Linked DNA regions of Hordeum vulgare: region 1 is linked to region 2. A link is a contact called in public Hi-C data. All regions are on one chromosome and are shown on one strand. Each heading gives the region's core, a stretch centred on a gene start, on an enhancer-like site or on the middle of the called end of the contact. The rest is flanking DNA. Distances are from core to core; before and after follow the strand shown. Region 1 holds the start of LOC123448726 (cytochrome P450 714B3-like). Region 2 overlaps LOC123448725 (ABC transporter B family member 25, mitochondrial).

Region 1 (4,500 bases), core at 503-3,002, 760 kb after region 2:
ATTTCACAAAGTTTGTTGTTGAGGGACATTTGCGTGATCGTAAATGCATGCGGGTGAAAATTCCGCATTTCAGCTTTGCCAGGGCAGGGGGAGAGGGGGTGCCGCGCACCAAGAAGTCCACCATTCCACCGAGAGGTGGGTGGAGTCACGCATCAGAATTATTTTTTGCCGACTTTGCTGGATAGGATTGAAGGAGACTGAGAGATTTGAGAGCTGCTGTCTCCTAGCTCAGGTAGCCCGGACTATTTCATGAAATGAGGCCGCATGCATGTCTGAATAAGAGCATCTTTAACAAACTCCGTATAATGTCTTCATCCGTAAAATAATCGTTAAAATACAGGTCAACGTATAAAAAATTGTTCGATCAGACCCGTATCAGGCCTCGACCTGTAAAAAAAATTGCGGGGCGCGACAAAAGTTCGTTCTCAATCTTTAGATTCACGGGGTGGAAGGCCAACCCGAGCTCGTTCCCTATCCGCAGCGAGATTTGGCGCGAGAAAAGTTTCCGCGTGGCCGTTCCCGCTTCCCACCCCCTTCGCTGTCATTGCCTCACCTCCACCCACTCCGGTCCAGCTTCCCCGGTCATTCTTCGTCGTCATGAAAGCCTCCCAGGCATCCCACGTCACTGTGGTTGTCGCGCAAGCGCAATCCCTTCCGACAGATCTCGTCCTCGGCCATGTCGCCCCCACCATCGCGGGACAAGATAGATACCATGATGCAATCAAACAAGTTGATGTTGACGAAGACATTGAAGGCAAAGAAAGAGTTGGCGAAGAAGACGTCACGAGAGAAGCAAAAAAAATGGTAATTGCTCAAGGAAAAGGGGTTGCCCAAGGCGGTCATGAAGGAGAGAAGAGTTTTTGCTTGTGAGACCAAAGCCATGGTCAAGCTTCTTGTCGAGGAGAACAAGATTATGACACTGAGCCGCGATGACATGAACGACATCACGAAAGGATAGCATGGTATGACAAAGAGAGATGTTTTGAAGAGGAGGATGGTAGCGGCGCCCGGTGGGTGTTTTGGTGCCGGTGATGTTTTCCCATCAGGAGTTGGAACCAGTGTCGTTGATGCTTTTCAGCGTGCCCTGCTATGCTTTCGTTGTTGGAGTTGAAACAAGTGTCGGTGATGAACTCATAGGCGACGATGGCATCGATGACGGTGGTGCGGAGTGAAAATCATGACGACGGATGAAAGGCGACCAAGATGTTGATGGATGTGGTCGTTGCTTTTGCATGAAGTCTTTTTACGTTTGTCGTAAAAAAAACTATGCTTCTATTTACGCGCAAACTATGTTTTATTGTTTAAATTTGAACTCAATCATCGAAATCGCTGTTAAATTGGTTGATCTGAAGTTTTTGCTTTGCGGGCCGAGCAGACCCTGCGTAGCCGGGTTCCCGGCTACGCGGGGTCTGTTCGACCGCAGCCCGCTTTGACCCATAAAATCAACTTTCTGCTAACTAAAACGAATTTTAGGATCGATGTCTTATGGGGTTTAAGAAATTTTCGATTCGTCACCGCAGATAAAAAAAGGAGGAGAATATAAAAAGTGAAGAAAATAAAACGCAGATAAAAAAAGGAGGAGAATATAAAAAGTGAAGAAAATAAAACGCGGGATAGACACGGACGCAGTACACACTTTTTTGTTGCTGAGATTGAGAAAACGCAGTAGACACTTTGGATATTAGGCAAGGGCCCGGCCCACACTCTCACTGCTGGTGATGGATTTCGTTTCGGGGGAGACGTTCCATGCCATAGTTGGCGTTTGGACTCTACCACCTTTCCCCACTTGTTTCCCCCATATAACACAGTACCACCTCCGCCTAGCTAGCTAACTTCTTCACCCCCACACGCTCTGACACTCCTCACACAGAGAGAAGTGCAGAGAGATCAAGTTGTTAGACAACTTAAAGAGAGAGAGAGAGAGAGAGAGATGATGGACATGGAGATGGAGGTGGGCATGGTGATGAAGGTGCTGCTAGGCCTATGCTGCGTGGGGGCGTGCTCCCTCGCGCTCTACCTCTACTACACCGTGTGGGTGGTGCCGCAGAGGCTTCTCGCGGGGTTCAGGAGGCAGGGCATCGGCGGCCCGCGCCCGTCTTTCCCTTACGGCAACATGGCCGACATGAGGGAGGCGGTCGCCGCCGCAAAGTCGGCTCGCCGATCCGGCGGCCGCATGCGCATCGTCCACGACTACCGCCCAGCCGTGTTGCCCTTCTACGAGAAATGGAGAAAAGAGCATGGTATGCATCTCCGGCCATCAGCTTACATATGGTTTATTTGTTCACCCTTTAAGCATCTTCTTCTTCCTGTTACATACATATTTGGTCTCCTTTTTTCAGCCCAGTTCTTAATATATCCCTTAAAATTTAAAAACCAAGTCCGCTCCATATTTGCACCTCTCATGTATGTCGCCCGGCCGTCTGGCATCCACCACCAAATAATTTGCAGCGTCGCCCCCAAAGAAGAGAGAGAGAGGGAGACGGAACTTATATAAAAGTTTTTTCTGTTGTTGAGGGATAACAGAGCCCAGCCCATATATTAGCACATACTTTTTCTCCGTTTCAAAATAAATGTCTTAAGTTTAATATAATTTTGTACTAACTCTAGTATAAAGTTAAGACAGTTATTTTAAGACAGAATAAATACATTAATGCATACATATATATATATATATATATATATATATATATATATAGCCGAATGATTGATTCATTCCATTGTCAGGCACTCATGCATCTCCATATAGCAACAAACAAAGGTTTACCATTTTCAAAACCTGGCATCACCAAGTGCAATCTCTCTCGGGACCTAGCAATGATGAGGTTCCAGCCGAGCAGTATGAGTATTAAATAAAAATCGTTTCCTTGAATAAATAAATCAACCTGTCATTCATTCGGTAGTACCGTGATGTGGATCTTAAGTTATTTCTACAAGTTGCAACGTTAACAGGTCGACTAAGCTTGTGGTTGTGTGCAGCTCTCATGCTGCTGAATTTCGGAATTCGGCCTTTCCTGTTGCTGCATGACGCTGTTGGATAGCAAAGATAAATACAGTACCTGTTGTACTATAGTATTAGGTGAGCTGGGCGCCATCAGCTTGCACGATTTAACTGATCTCTCGGACCCACCTTACTAAAACCGAATGATGTAACAGGAGAGGACATGCAGTACCTGTTGTATTATACTCCCTCCGTACCTAAATATAAGTCTTTTTAAAGATTTCACTAAGTGACTACATACGAAGTAAAATGAATGAATGTACATTCTAAAATATGTCTAAATACGTCCGTACGTAGATTGTAGTGAAATCTTTTCAAAGACTTATATTTAGGAACGGAGGGAGTAGTACTGTATTTTTTTAATTTGAGAACAGGAAAAAAAACCACGTAACTGTAGAGAGCTGAAATGAGTCAAGGCGGTGAACTCCCTGTAGATCCTATCCTCTCGCTTTGGCGTGATGCAAAGGACATAGCCGTGAGCTAGCCACCTACAGTACTAGGTAGTTACGCAGCAGCATGTGCATCCGAGCTCCCCCAGAATGAATAAATCTGTTCGTCCTTGATGCATGCATGTAACATCACTGGCTAATGCTTGATATATATATACAGTAGTGCGCTTCTGCCGGATTAAATTTAATTTTCTTCCGCGTAGCTAGCACAAAGACAGAATCAAGTCATAAGGACATGATCGATAGCGTAGGTTAGATTAGATTAGATTAGAAGAATATAGTTTCACACGGTCCAAAAAGAAGTAGAAGAAGAAGAAAAAGAAATTCAGATTATCCATGCAGCAGCAGGGAAGGATAGAAAGGCGAATACAGTAGTAGGCAGCCCCGACATATCACATCAGGTGGGTGAGTAGGCAACGCAACATAGTTTTGGTCTGTGTGCCGTACGTACGAGACCACCTCTCGCTTCCCAACGCCAACGCCAGCAACAGCAACTTCAACCTCAACGCCATGCCTCCACCGGCGCCGGGGTGGATCATGTGTGGACCGGGGCCAGGGCACGATTGGACCGCCGGCACGTCCATGTCGCGCGCGCGCAGAGGACTTGGGAGCTATCGCCCCCGTGTGCGCCTGCATGCATGCGCGTGGGCTCGCGGCTGATTTGGCCGCCGCCAGCCAGAGCGCGCGCGCGCGCTTGTCTGCTGCTCTCCTCGTCCACCGCTTTGCCGTGACCGCGAAGGGGCGCGTACTGATGAGGCGATCGGCCGATGGAGACGCCGCTCAACTTGGCTGCCGGTTGTGTCCTCTCGTCTGTCCCATTCCGCAAGGCCTGCGCTTTCACCTTTTCTTTTCTTAAGCGGCGTGACTCCATCGCCATTCGCCGGGAGGACCCGGACTCCCGTTGGATGCCCAACGTCGTGTCGGTTTCCGGTCGTTCCGCCGAGCTACTCCAATAGAGTCGTCGATGGTGACCGGCAACCCAATGGCAATGGCAAGAACGATCCTTAAGATACTACATTCCTACTCTTTCTCTCTCTCTCTTTCTCCCTCCTT
Region 2 (4,636 bases), core at 1,581-4,080:
CCTAGTCAAGTATGTGCTTTCCTCCCAAGCAATGTTCTTCATTACACCCCTCGGTGTCCCTGTCGGCACGTTGCAAAACCTCAACAAGCTTGAGCGAGCCTTCCTTTGGGAGGGTGAAGTCACAACCACGAGGGGCAAAAGCAAAGTCAATTGGGAGACGATTTGTCTCCTGATTGAATATGGAGGGCTTGGTGTACTCAACACAGACAAATTTGCATGGGCATTGCGTTTGCGATGGCTTCGGTTTGAGTGAAAGGAACCAAATAAGCTTTGGGTTGGGATGGGCAATTCATGTGATGAGGTTGATCGAGACTTCTTCTATGCCTCGACGACCATTATTATTGGCGATGGTGCGTGCATGTCTTTCTGGGATGCGCCGTGGGTGCACGTCCGAAAACCAAAAGACATTGCCCCATTAATCTTTCAGGCTTCTAGAAGGAAAAACTGGAAGATTCGTGAAGCCCTGAAGGATGACGCCTCGATCACTAAAATCAACACCTCAGCCAACTTCACTTTTGCGCACTTCCGGGAGTTTGTTGAACTCTGGACTATCATTTGTGATTTTCAGCTTCATGATGGAGTTGACGACGACATCACTTGGAAACACACAGTCAGTGGCCTCTACTCGGCGACCTCCGCCTACAAGGCCCGGTTCCTTGGCTTGATTCGGTCCTCTATGTTGGGTACGGTTTGGAAGGCTTGTGCACCGCCTAAAGTCAAAAGTTTTGCGTGGTTGGTCATACAGAACAGGCATTGGACCGCAGATAGGTTGACAAAGCGGGGATGGCTAAACAGTGGACTTTGCTCCCTATGCAAGCAACAAGTACAGGAATCTCTTGACCACCTCCTCTTCAAACGTAGGTTCACGATCACATTTTGGGGCATGCTCAAGGCTTGGCTGCAGCTAAATCACATGGACACCTCTTCTTGACACCTCTTTCGGTCCACCGAGGAATGGTGGATTGGGCTATCCGACGCGTTGATGCCTAATAGAAAAGCAATGGCCTCCCTTGTTATGCTTGCCTCTTGAACCATCTGAAACTAGTGAAATGCTCGCGTCTTCTAATAGAAGAGTGCATCGCTTTTGGTTCTCCTAGATAATCTGAAGAAGGATGTGTCACTTTGGGCGGCTGCTCGAGCAAAGAAGTTGGGTTCAATCATTGCTGCGAGGGTAGTTAATTTTTGGAATAGGAATGTTGTAATTCATGCAAATTCTTCTCTTCTTAATTAATATAGGAGGGAATTTTATTTTTTTTACGTTTTTTTTAAGTTGCGGTGTGCTAAACCCGTGATGCCCTCATTCGGGCTGCTGGGCAGAAGACAGGTGGGTAGGATGAACAGCGGTGACGACGTGACATCCACTTCTATGCGAAAGAAGCCAAGATCACAACCACTGCACCAGTCAACGCTCCGACCACAACCCTCCTATGGGCATTGAGGATGCCCACTCAAATATGTCTGATGAGGAGATGTCTTCATGGGTTCCGCCCATCGTGATAATAGATTAGATTTATATTTCTATACTAAATGCATCAGAACAACTGCTTTTATCAACAACAAAAAAGTTTAACATATAGCATTGGATGATAGCCGTCTGACCAGATGTGTCGGTGTGTCCATTGAAATATAGGGGCATCCATCTTTGGAACCACGTTGGAGATGCCATAATATTGTTTTTTCATAACCTTTCCTAAAGGGCATCTCCAACGCGGATGCCCAAACCTTTAGTATATACATGTTCGGACTAGACGGTCCATACATCTTTAGTCCTTCAACGCAACCATTTAAATTAGGTAAATGTTTTCAGCTAGCGCACCGGACGAACACTTCGACCGGTCTCGTCCACTCATTCTGCTACAGCGAATTAAATCGGGAGGGCCCACCACATTATTTTTTTCCACATCCCCGCATCCTTCATTCCTTCTCCTTTCTTTTTTTCCAACCTCCCGGTTGTCATGGAAAATCTTGCCCCGGCGATCTCCTCCAGCGAGCCTCCGTCTTCTTCCGCGGCAAGCACCCTCGAAGCCTACCACCGACCCATTGTCCTCCCCTTGATTTTTCCCTCTCTCAACTGCTCCATGGTGACCGGAGCTACAACAGGCATGGTCAGTGAAGTTGCATCCATGGCCGAAGGCCTAATTTACTACATGCTTCAACCGGTATCTAAATTTACTACACCCGACACAACATTTTACTACCACCGGCGTCGCATTTTGCTACATCGCACACGACGTGATTTTTTCTACAATCAGTGTTTCATTTTGCTACAACCGGCATAACGTTTTGCTACATCCATCACAGCTGAGTTGCAACCCGCGACGACGGAACTATGCTCGCATTGTTGCAAATTGACAAAAAAAACTTCAACGATATATGAAAAATGTTTCAATAAAAAAAGCTTCAACGATATTTTGCTACATGCATCATGACGGAGCTGGGACCGCCGGCGATGACCGCGATCGACGGCGAGGGGGTGGCGACCAGGGATGACCGGCGATGAGAGAAGATGAGGAGGCATGGCATGGGATGCGACGTGTGAGGGGGCAACGCCCTCCTTTTCCTCTTTCTCTCTTTCTTCCGTGTATGGAAGGTTGAAGATGGGATACAAAAGAGGAGGGGGAGATCTGAAGGCTACCGCATGCAAATCAGATGGATCCAGGTTAACCGGCCGAAATATTTGAACCGACGCGCCAACGCAGAGTACTGTCCTTCAAATTATGACCGATCTATCCAGACATCTGATCCCAAATAAGGGGAGCTCTAGGGAAGTCTGGGACGTTCGACACCTCGGTACCATCCAAAACCCCGCCCGGCTCACCGCTCCCCCTGCCTGCATTGATGTCCGACCGGCCGGCGACACACAAACCCTGGCCCATTCACTTTCTGTTGGCAACCATTCCGCGCAAGATCAAGTGGTCATACGTCCATCGTCATTTTGCACGGCTGTCGCTGCCAAGGGAGAGGAGATGTGCAACCCTCGTGTGGCTGCCGATTGCCGAAGCATAGGAGGAGGCGCTGGCCGCTCCTCGCTCCATGCAGATTTACTCGGAGTGGTTCGCCGCCTGTGTCTGTGTGCAAAGGAGGAGGTGCACACCACCCGTCTCAAAGCTCGAGCCAAAGTCACGGCGTGTGAAACTCGGTGACGCCCTTGATCGGGCCGTCGAGGAAAAGAAAGGGTGCCTAGGATGAGCAGCGGTGACGCATGTTTCTATGCCAAAGAAGAAGGCAAGATCGCCATCGTTGTGTCCTCTGCTTTTCGGGTGGACGTCGGCTCAACGCCGGCATCTTCTACAGCGGGCACACGTGCATTGTTACGGGCTACGTCACCTAGGTTGGTAGCTCCGTCGCGCCCTGGCCGGGGTTGTGGCGCCCATCTTCTTCCTCGCTCGGGTCCGAGCTTATGGACGCCACAGGTCCGCCATGAAGACATGAAGTCGTCATGAACTTGCGCACTCCTGCCCAACTTGCTCCGGCCTAGGAGCATGTTGGGCGAGCAGCAGCTGCTGGCAGTGACGGTGGGGGGAGTACCTACACGCGGAGCTCCTCGAGCGGCGCGGAGAAGGGCACCAGTTCACCACATTTGCGCCTTGTTGCCCGCTGCCTTGCTACTCTTCACCGCCCTTGCTGCTGCACCTTGATGACGATCGTTGTTCCCCACCGCCCTTGCCGCCTCACCTTGTGCTGGTCGTCACTGCGAAAGGCCTCACAGGTGTGCGAGCAGAGAGATGGGATCGAGTTCGTCTCTTGCGTGGTCAATCGGGTACAAAGAGTAATTTAAGGATTTTGCATGGGTTCCATCTATAACAGGGGGCAAAAGATCGAAGTGCAAAGTAAACAAAGAGGGTCAAATTATCAAATCAAATATGTACAATGCAAGTAGTGGCAAATTGTCAAAGTGCAAAGCAAATTATCAAAGTGCTACCAAGCATCCTTCCAATTTAGCATGGGGGCACATCGTTGTCCACATCAAAGAGTTTTGCTGGCATTAACTCGATTGGCTCAAATAGGACAGCGTATACTCATCCACAACCGCAGAACGTAAAAGGGAATAAGTTTCTGCGCAACAAAAACTAAATAACAGACTCCGTGTCTCGTGTGTTCTCCATTAGAAGCTCCAATGCCGTCCAGCTGGGTATCTACCATAACTGCAATGAAATCAGACTAAACAAGAATGGGTAAATGGTACACGCAAGGCTTACACGTCCATGATAATGGAAATAAATTAACATTTGAATGCTACTCCCTCTGTCCACGAATGTAAGACGTTTTGGAAGTTCAGATAGTAGTGATCTGAAACATCTTATATTTGTTTGCAGAGGGGGTACTACATTAAGCTGCCTGCCAGGGTCATGAACCGCCGGTTACTAATATTTACTTAATTCCATATAACAAAAAGAAAAGTGTTACATTCACATGGACATATGCTAGGATCGTCGAATGGCTCTGAAAGAACTTTTTGCCTCTCGGCTCTCCCTTAAATGGAAAATTTTCCCCGCAACTGTATATTCGTGTTCCCCCAGTATGAAATGTTAAGCACCACATTTACAAGGCTAAGGAGAAACCTGCTTTCAGTGAAAGATGGCTGTGTAATTTTCCCTTGCAAAGGGGAACTGTATTGGGTCTATCAAACTTCTAA

What was found. Hi-C and Micro-C count contacts between places; a contact is called where the count stands out from the background.
Region 1: a contact with region 2 is called in a Hi-C map of leaf, with 4 times the contacts expected there. The contact joins the promoter of LOC123448726 here to the enhancer-like site in region 2. A contact is called at or near these places in 4 of 6 Hi-C or Micro-C datasets (leaf and seedling).

The regions. Positions count from the first base shown.
Region 1 is chr4H:399,517,784-399,522,283 of MorexV3_pseudomolecules_assembly, forward strand. LOC123448726 (cytochrome P450 714B3-like) reads left to right here and starts at 1,753. Exons shown (of 5, transcript XM_045125707.1): 1 at 1,753-2,240. The coding sequence starts at 1,931.
Region 2 is chr4H:398,758,216-398,762,851 of MorexV3_pseudomolecules_assembly, forward strand. LOC123448725 (ABC transporter B family member 25, mitochondrial) reads right to left here. Exons shown (of 21, transcript XR_006631923.1): 20 at 4,563-4,636; 21 at 3,832-4,145. Among protein-coding and RNA genes, the nearest start is that of LOC123448723, 22 kb to the left of the region's middle. Within about 2 kb of position 2,831, at least 2 of the 3 cell types and tissues checked have open chromatin away from gene starts, as enhancers often do. A contact at or near this core is called in leaf, where this site is marked.